2 separate regions of the Sus scrofa genome follow, and region 1 is linked to region 2. A link is a contact called in public Hi-C data. All regions are on one chromosome and are shown on one strand. Each heading gives the region's core, a stretch centred on a gene start, on an enhancer-like site or on the middle of the called end of the contact. The rest is flanking DNA. Distances are from core to core; before and after follow the strand shown. Region 1 holds the start of CDK5R1 (cyclin dependent kinase 5 regulatory subunit 1). Region 2 overlaps MYO1D (unconventional myosin-Id).

Evidence for each region. Hi-C and Micro-C count contacts between places; a contact is called where the count stands out from the background.
Region 1: a Hi-C map of fetal liver shows a contact between it and region 2, with 2.6 times the contacts expected there. The contact joins the promoter of CDK5R1 here to the enhancer-like site in region 2. A contact is called at or near these places in 9 of 47 Hi-C or Micro-C datasets (alveolar macrophages, embryonic fibroblasts, epiblast stem cells and 6 more).

Annotation. Positions count from the first base shown.
Region 1 is chr12:42,492,154-42,496,747 of Sscrofa11.1, reverse strand. It overlaps CDK5R1 (cyclin dependent kinase 5 regulatory subunit 1), which reads left to right and starts at 2,335. Exons shown (of 1, transcript NM_001101816.2): 1 at 2,335-3,356. The coding sequence starts at 2,338. The coding sequence ends at 3,261.
Region 2 is chr12:42,377,467-42,382,114 of Sscrofa11.1, reverse strand. All of the region lies in intron 21 of MYO1D (unconventional myosin-Id), which reads right to left. Among named protein-coding and RNA genes, the nearest start is that of CDK5R1, 110 kb to the left of the region's middle. Within about 2 kb of position 2,199, at least 2 of the 83 cell types and tissues checked have an H3K27ac peak or open chromatin away from gene starts, as enhancers often do. A contact at or near this core is called in fetal liver, where this site is marked.

The DNA of each region.
Region 1 (4,594 bases), core at 1,086-3,585, 110 kb before region 2:
AGTGTGGCAGTGTGGAAGGCAGTGTGGACACGGGCCAACTTGGGAGTTGGGCCTCCACCACGGGCAGGATGAAAAGAGGCTGGGGTTCATCTTCGCCTTGGGAAGAGAGTTATTTGGCCAGAAGACCTGGAGGTGAGTTCCGAGAGCTCTACTCTAGAGGAGAGTTGAGGAAGGAGGGGCTGTACCTTAAGGAACATTCAGAGGGAGGGGCACATTGTGCCAAGGGCCCACCTTCATCTTCCAAGATAATAGCTGCTGTGGTTGTCTATGAAGGGCTCTGAAAAAAAGCAATGCATTTTCCACTATATGGTCACCACGGTCTCCAAAACTTTGAGTTGCCACTATTGACAGAAATCTCTGGGTAGTACTTTAGCAAATTCTAGTACTTTCTGATGATGGTAGTAGCATTGTTTTGAATGACACCAGAGTTCTGTTCTGCTTAGGGCAGTAGGCAGAGCTGGCACAGGCTGTGTGCTGGAGTGGTCCGGGAGTCAGAGAATTGGATATTCTGCCACTTCCTCATCATCAGGTCCAGAGGTGGTATTTTGAATTAAGATATGGTTTAAGTCTCCTGTTTCCCCGGTTCGTGGTCCAATCTGTCAATCTCCAGAACCAAACTAAAAGTAAATGAAGAATAGCCTTTGTGACGGGTCTGGATTCTTGTTCCTTGTGAGAGGAAAGTTCTTACTAAAGCCAAAGTTTTACTCAGAATTTAATAATTTTACAGATAACCGAGTCTTCAAATGATACATGCTTAGCATGAAAAACATTTTAAGCAGTAGATCAGAGGCTGGTTGGAGAAGCAGTTGCTTCATTTGTACTTTAACAGATAAGAGGGCAAGTGGAAATTTGGAGGTCTCATTTGCGATGGGCCCATCTCTGGGGCAGCAACCAAACCAGGAGCCTCAGGGCCCTGTCCCAGGTGTGGTGTGGGGAAGCCAGTCGCTCTTTGTGGAATGCCCCAGAATTGCCTACGCCTCTGGCCTGCATTTTGGAGACCTACCCGGGCCGCGGGCAATCTCCTGGGATGGGGCAAAGGAGGTCCCCAAGGCAAAGGCACTCAAACTGCTGGGACAGCCCCCTTGGGATGCGCGTGGTACTCCGAAGGCCTCAGCAAAGGCTTCGCCTCTCCGCACTTTCCCGAGCTCCCCAGCTAACAGGGATGTTATATGGAAGAAGGCTGCTCGGGGTCCGGCCTCGGTGAACGGCTTCTCGGGAGACAGCCTCAGCCCGGACCGGCCGCGCGTCGCGAGGGCGGAGACACATCCCAGACCGTCCCCACCGCCCGCAGCTGCGGGCGCCGCGGCGGGAACAAAGGCAGCACGTGTCTGGGCGGGGCGGCGGGCGGGGTCGGACGTCGGGCCCGCCCCTCCGGAGCTCCCCACCCGCCCGAGCTCGGGTGCGCCGGGCGCCCGCGACTCTCACGCGGCGGGGCTGCTGCTGGCGCGGCCGCACTGAGCGGGCGGCGAGCCGTACGGGAGGGGGCGGCCCCGCAGGGCGGGGCGGTGCCGCGAGTACCCGCCGCCGGAGTCGGGGTCCTGGATGGGGCTCGGCGAGTAGAGGCTCCTGGGGCTCGTGTCCGCGTCGCTGCCCGTACCGCGCGCGGCTTGAGCTGAGCACGGCGGCGGCCCCCGCTCGCGGGCGAGACCAGGCCCAGCTCGGCCGGCGCGTTGGCCGCGCGCGCTCCCGAGAGCAGTCGCTGAGGTGCGCGCCGGAGCGGGCGCGGGCGCGGCGGCGGCGAAGGCGGCCGAGCGGGGGGCGGGGCCGCAGCGCCTGCAGAACCTTGGACAGAAGCTCCGGAGCCGCCGCCGCCGCCGCCGCCGGGCGCGAGCCCCGCCGAGCCCCGCCGAGCGCCGGGATCGCGGCGCGCATTGCGGAGGGCGCGGAGCGCCGGAGCCGCCTGCCTGGTAAGCCTACGCCTGGGGCCGCCCGCTGCTCCCGGGGAGCCGGGCCGGGGTCGCGGCCGCGCGCGGTGTCCAGGCAATGTCCCCGGCCGCCTCTGCCGGCGCCCAGGCCCCGGCGCTGCCATCCGGACCTCGGCGGGAGCGGGTGCCGGTGCCGCAGTGGAGCGGCCAGGCTGCGGCGCGGGGGCGCGGGCGGGGCCGTGTCGGCCGGGGAAGGCCCGGGCGCGGGTCTGGGGCGGAGGAGCGCGGCGCGAGCCCCGCCTGGCGCTGAGAACCATCTTGTTTTCCACACAGATCCGAAGGGGCGGCACGCGACCCCAGGAGCGCCCCCGCCACCCCCGGGCCGCCGCGGGCTCGGTGAGCCCTTTGCTCCCTCTGGCCGGCAGGCTGGGCGCGCAGGGGCGCGGGTCCCCGCCCGGCGCGCAGCGGCACCATGGGCACGGTGTTGTCCCTGTCCCCCAGCTACCGGAAGGCCACGCTATTTGAGGATGGCGGGGCCACGGTGGGCCACTACACGGCCGTGCAGAACAGCAAGAACGCCAAGGACAAGAACCTGAAGCGGCATTCCATCATTTCCGTGCTGCCGTGGAAGAGGATCGTGGCCGTGTCGGCCAAGAAGAAGAACTCCAAGAAGGTGCAGCCCAACAGCAGCTACCAGAACAACATCACGCATCTCAACAATGAGAACCTGAAGAAGTCGCTGTCGTGCGCCAACCTGTCCACGTTCGCCCAGCCCCCACCGGCCCAGCCGCCCGCACCCCCTGCCAGCCAGCTCTCGGGCTCCCAGACCGGGGTCTCCTCCTCCGTCAAGAAGGCCCCGCACCCTGCCGTCACCTCCGCAGGGACGCCCAAACGGGTCATTGTCCAGGCGTCCACGAGCGAGCTGCTGCGCTGCCTGGGCGAGTTTCTCTGTCGCCGGTGCTACCGCCTGAAGCACCTGTCCCCCACGGACCCTGTGCTCTGGCTGCGCAGCGTGGACCGCTCGCTGCTCCTGCAGGGCTGGCAGGACCAGGGCTTCATCACGCCGGCCAACGTGGTCTTCCTCTACATGCTGTGCAGGGATGTCATCTCCTCCGAGGTGGGCTCCGACCACGAGCTCCAGGCTGTCCTGCTGACCTGCCTGTACCTTTCCTACTCCTACATGGGCAACGAGATCTCCTACCCGCTCAAGCCCTTCCTGGTGGAGAGCTGCAAGGAGGCCTTTTGGGACCGCTGCCTCTCGGTCATCAACCTCATGAGCTCCAAGATGCTGCAGATCAACGCCGACCCCCACTACTTCACACAGGTGTTCTCCGACCTGAAGAACGAGAGTGGCCCGGAGGACAAGAAGCGCCTCCTCCTCGGGCTGGACCGGTGAGCCCGCTAGCCGGCACCATGGCTCAAGGATTCATTTTTAAAAATTTATTCTTAAATCAGAATTTGTGTACAGTATGTGTTTAGCAAAGCCACCGAGGGCCTCGCCCTTCCCACCTTCTCTCCTTGGGGTTTTCTTCAGCCCTGCCAAGAACTCCGGGCGCTTCTGAACTCCCGAACGTCGTGCAACACCCAGAAGATACATTCAGAGCCACCTCGGCCCCTCACGTCTCACTTCGGGGAATTCAAAGGACTGACCTGCCCCTGCTGCCGCCTGTGCCCTTGCTGGACCAAGGCAGGTGAGGCTGCCCGCTGCTCCCTGCACGACGGGAGCTGGCGGCGGGGGGGCCCCTGGCCAGGTGGCCCAGGGAGGAATTGGAGTTTCTAGTCGGAGGCTCTTTTCTGGCTCCTGTTTTGGGTCGTCCCTTCTCCCAGAGGCTTCTGGAGCCGGCCACCCCGACTGAGCTGCACGTGGGGCCGTGAGGCCAGATGCCCGTGTCCCTGAGATAATCTCTTCAGTGGAGGAAAAGCCGGCCTGGTGCAAGGATTCTGTCCTATTGTTTAACCATGCACGACCCTGGTTTGCTCTCTTTTCTTTTTTAGGGAGAAGGGCTTTCCTTTAGTGGAGACGTGGAACCCCCCCCCCCCACCTTGCCCCCTGCTCCCAGGCGTATTGGTAGTGTTGGTTAATGAGCTGGTTTGACTCATTCTTTCACTCTGGGTCCCAGCTAAAGGGGTGGGGTGAAGCCGGGGACGACTCCTTTCCCAGGTGAATCTCTCATTTGAATCATGCAGCTTAGTCACCCTGTGGCCAGACCAGGACAGCTCCAGGGGCCCACTGTCAACAGCCTGCCTTCTGGGCGGATGGGGTTGCCATGCCTGGGACGGAGCCAGTGCCCACATCAGGGCCAAGGCCTCTTGCTGGTGCACTTGACATTTGTCCTGCAGAGCTGCGGAGGGGGTCGGGGGGTGGGTGATGCCAGGGATCAGGGTGAGGTGGTCATGGTGTACGCCCCCCTCTTCCACACCCCCCCCGCCCCGCCCCCATTGATTTAAAGCTGTTTCCCATCGTTCAGTCTCTTCTGAAGACGAAGCCTGGCCCGGAAAGGCCCAGAGAGACAGCTGGATCTTGGAGACAATTACAAGCCAGAGCAGAACTCCTGATTGCCTGCTGATTCCACAACTGATCATTTGCAGCTGCTGGTTTGGGTGTCGGCCTTACCCCAGTGGCTGTAACAACACATGATGTGTACTTAATCAATTTTCTTTCTAATTCTCCCAGATTGGTGGCTTGGGACTTGGGAGAGGACCAAGAGAAGGGAGCAAGCTTTCCTCTG
Region 2 (4,648 bases), core at 950-3,449:
CATAGCCTCTAGATGTGGTTTTGAAATCTTTTACTTATTATGAAGCTGCTGATCTGAGCAGGAATCCCTGCATCTTGCTTCCTTGTCAGCCTACTGACTAGGAGAGTTTGAAATTATTTCTAGTTCTTAAGTTGTTAAAAAAAAAAAAAAGTAAATGGAAAGCTGCAACCCCCAGCATACAAGATATCACTGGCTCTTCCAGCCTGTAGCCCTTTTAGTTGCTGACTGAATATCCTGAAATTCCTATTCACGTCTGTCTGCAGATGTATTACATTGCTCAGAGCTATAATCTGGCAATTGCAACGAGATGAGAGGTATTCATCCAGGCAAGGAAGCTGTAAAAGAGCTCCTCGTTCTCTTCATACAGGAGGAGGTCTAAGTTACTGTGCTTTGGTGGGCAAGGCACACACATCAGTGGGGAAGGGCTAGAAGTATCCTACGGCACCAGAGGCCCCCGCCCACCAGACTCTGCTTTCAACAATTGTTTTCAACAAGACTGCTGGGAGTCTCCTAAGTGCTAGGGATATTCTGAACACTAGGGAAACCACTGTGAATGAGAAACAAACTCCCTGCTTACATGGGACTTATATTCTAGTTGGAAAATATACAATAAATAAACAGCTAAAGATAACGATGTCAGATGGAGATGAAAGCCATGGGGAAAACCAAGCAGGGCAGGAGTCAGGGACCCCTGGGGAGGGTGAGCTGCTGTTCTCTGGAGGACGGTGGGGGCAGGCCTGAGGTGAGGAGTGAGGAGGGGTGAAGGCTGTTGCTCTCAGTGGGTCTCTGCTGTGCAACCTTTCTAACTTCCAGTACTAAGGAAAGTTGGCCTCTCTTTCTATGTTTTCACGCATCTCTCTTGGAAAACAGAGGAGGATGAATTGTGGTCACTCGCCTTTCTGCCACCATGAGTCAGAGGACCTTAATAAGTATCATTCAAAATGGCCCAACTATTCTGTTAAGGGGATGGATCATAATTTAATTAGCCCATCTTCTAGGCAGTTGATCCTTGAACAACAGAGGTTTGAACGACGTGGGTCCACTTATACATGAATTTTTTTCCCCCAGTAAATACCACAGTACCACACAACCCTTGGTTGGTTGAATCTGTGGATATGGAACTGCAGATACAGAGCTGTGACACTGGGACTTGAGCATCGCAAAGTCCCTGGTCTATCCACACTATTTTCAACTGTCTTTATTTTATGTGTGTGTGTGTGTGTGTGTGTGTGTGTGTGTGTGTGTGTATTTAATTTTATTATAGTTGATTTACAATGTTGTGTCAATTTCTGTTGTACAGCAAAGTGACCCAGTCGCACATGTGTGTGTGTGTGTGTGTGTGTGTATTATATATACTTTTTCTCACATTATCTTCCATCATGTTCCATCACAAGTGACTAGATAGAGTTCCCTGTGCTGTACAGCACGATCTCATTGCTCATCCCCTCCAAATGCAACAGTTTGCATCTACAAACCCCAAACTACATATATATTTTTATTTAAAAACATTTTTAAGGAACTATTTTATAAGAAACAAAATACCCACACACGTAAATATACTCCCAGTTTCCTGACATTCAAATACCTTTGACTTAGATATTTTCAGTTGGAATAGAAATTACTATGACTAGGAGCCAGGCAGTCAGGGAAAGCCGTCTGGGAATACGGATGGAGAGCCTGAAAGCAGGAATCCCAGTTCAGGGGCCGAGGAATGGGAGATGAGGGAGGAGCAGGAAGGCGCCAGTGATGGAGAGGACCGGGTGCAGGGGCCTTTGCAAGGCGGCCTCGCTCCTCCACCTTCACCCCCCACCCCCCGATCAGGGGGCCTCATCTCCCCTGGCCCCTGTGGCCACAGCCAAAGGCCTGCTTATCAGTCTGATTCTAGCCAGGGCTTTCGTGAGAGTTAAAAAGAACATAAGCCAACGACAAGAGAGAAGCAGGTCGAGGGCTCCGTGAAGTTCAGTAGCGGTGCTCCTTTAATCAAGCAGATATTAAAGATACGGCTTATGAAAAACAAGAAGCAGATGGCCCTGACGGCTGGCTTTCATCCATTGAAATAGAACAGGAAAAACGAGACTTTGCTGTGCCTAAGACTGGGGTTGTGCTGAGGTTTCCAGCATCCAGACAGGCAAATGTCTGGACAGCTGCTTAGGGCGGGTCCATGCTTTGAAAAAACTTAATATCGCAGCGTTGCTGGTGACTCCGTGGTTGGGGCAGCCGACAGGTGGCCATCTGTTTACCAGTGGGCAGAAAAGCTCACTACCAGCAGGTAGTCACTGCTGAGCAAGAGATCCAAACCCAAAGTCAAGTCTGCCACGTTCACAACCTCTGCAAAGCAAACTGGCCCGGGAAGCCACCGGCACAAGCAGCACAAGGAAACCTCCCGTTCGCCTCAGGTGACCTACACAGGACCCTACAGGACAGCTGTATTCCGAGAGGTTTTATTCGGGTTCATTTCAACGTCTTCAACACCCTGAGATAAATAAACCATTCGCTTAGAAAGCTCTTTCATTCTTTCCTAAACAGGAAAGGAAACTAACCAGGAATTTTGAGCCATCAATTGTCTACCTGAAAACTAGTTGCTACTTGCTTATTATTTACTTTTTTTTTTTTTTTTTTTTTTAGGGCCGCATGTGCAGCATATGGAGGTTCCCAAGCTAGGGGTCGAATTGGAGCGACAGCTGCCAGCCTACACCACAGCCACAGCGATGCCGGATCCGAGATGCGTCTGCAACCAACACCACAGCTCATGGCAACAACGGATCTTTAACCCACTAAGCGAGGCCAGGGATCAAATCTGCATCCTCATGGATAATGGGTTTGTTACTGCTGAGCCACAACAGGAACTCCCTGCTTATTATTTTTTTAAAAAAAATTCAGCTAATACTTGTATTTGTTACAAAAGGTTTGCAGTGAAAAATAAACAAATCTCCCTCCCATACCTCTTTCTTCCAGAGCAAACTCCCATCTCCCCTCTCCAGAGACAAACATCGGTACCCATTTCCTGGATATAATCTATAATATACCTAATTGTGCATGTGTGTGTATCACACACACACACACCCACCCCCACACACCCTTACAATTTTTTTTTATGGCCTCACCTGGAGCATATGGAAGTTTCCAGGGTCAAAGTGGAGCTGCAGCTGCTGGCCTACACCGCAGACACACCACCACCAGATCCAAGCTGCATCTGTGACCTCCACTATAGCTAGTGGAAATGCTGGATCCTTAACCCACTGAGCTGAACCTGCATCCTCAGAGACCATGTTGGGTTCTTAACGTGCTGAGCCACAACGGGAACTCTACCCTTGCAATTTTTAAATTTAACATGTATTTAAAATGAACAAAACAGGAGTTCCCACTGTGGGTGCAGTGGGTTAAGAATCTGACTGCAGTGGCGTGGGTCATGGCAGAGGTGTGGCACAGGTTCCAGCTGTGGTTTGGATTCGATCGATGGCCCAGGTACTTCCATACGCTGCGAGTGTGGCCCCCCGCCAATGAACAAAATACATGAAAAGCTCCGAGACATACTGCAGTAAAGAAACCTGTTTAACTTCATCAGCAAATCCCAAACATCTTTGACTTCCCTCCCTTGCTTCTTTGGTGTGAATGCAGCCAGGACCTGCTGGGTCAGGTGTTCCTGGAGGGTGTCTGCTCTGAATGGTCTGTGCTCGAGCCATGCTGGCTGTTGCATATTGTAAATGTCACTCCTTGGAATATACTTCATTAAAGGCTGTGTTCAAATGTTTTAGAAAATGTGAAATGTGTGGGTGAGTTCCTACAGAGGCAGAAATAATGGGTCCAGGTTAAGTAAAGACTGAAGGAGGTGAGAGAAAGGCTAATTTATACTTAGTTGCCTTCAGTGATTTGGTTTCAGTTTAGTATGGATGGAGCAGCCAGGAAAGGGCTGGCTTCAGCTCATGACAGAAGAGGATCATGAGAAATTCATTATGTAGAGGAGAAAGCTTTACTTTTTTTTTTAAACTAGGAAATATTTCAAACATCAGTGCATTTTTCATCTAAAAAATTTTTTTTAAAATTTTTTACACGTTAACTTTTGAGCACCTGAAATTTAGTTGCAATAACTGTTTTCATATTTGTGTCTGCTAATTCTAACTCCTTGGTCAGTTCTGGGTTGGTTCCAGTTGGATGATGGTTTTCTCCCTCAAACTGGACTGTATTTTCCTGCCTGTCTGCATGCCTGGTAATCTTTGATTGGACGTCAGGCTTTTGTCTTGTTGGGGGTGGATATTTTTGTACACGCAGTCATGAGCTCTGGTCTAGGACACAGTTAAATTACTTGGTAGCAGTTTCATCCTTTTGGGACTTGCTTTTAAGATTTATTAGGCAGGACTTGAGAGGGAGCCTACAGAGATCTCTAGGTTTCTTTTTCTGTGCACCTCTCTCTTCCCTGGTACTTTGTCCTGCCAACGTTGGCTGCCTTGGTCTCCCCCAACTCTTGTCACCATCACCTCCTTCCTGAACTCAGGGGCTTCCTGGGCTTCTCCTGGGTGTCCCCTGGGTGCACCATGGCCTGAAGGTCTCCAAAGACAGGGTGCACCCTGCTTGCCTTTCACTTCTCAGGGAGCCCTGCCCTTCACTGCCTGATGTCCAGAGTCTTGCAAAAGGTTGTCTTTCGGGTTCT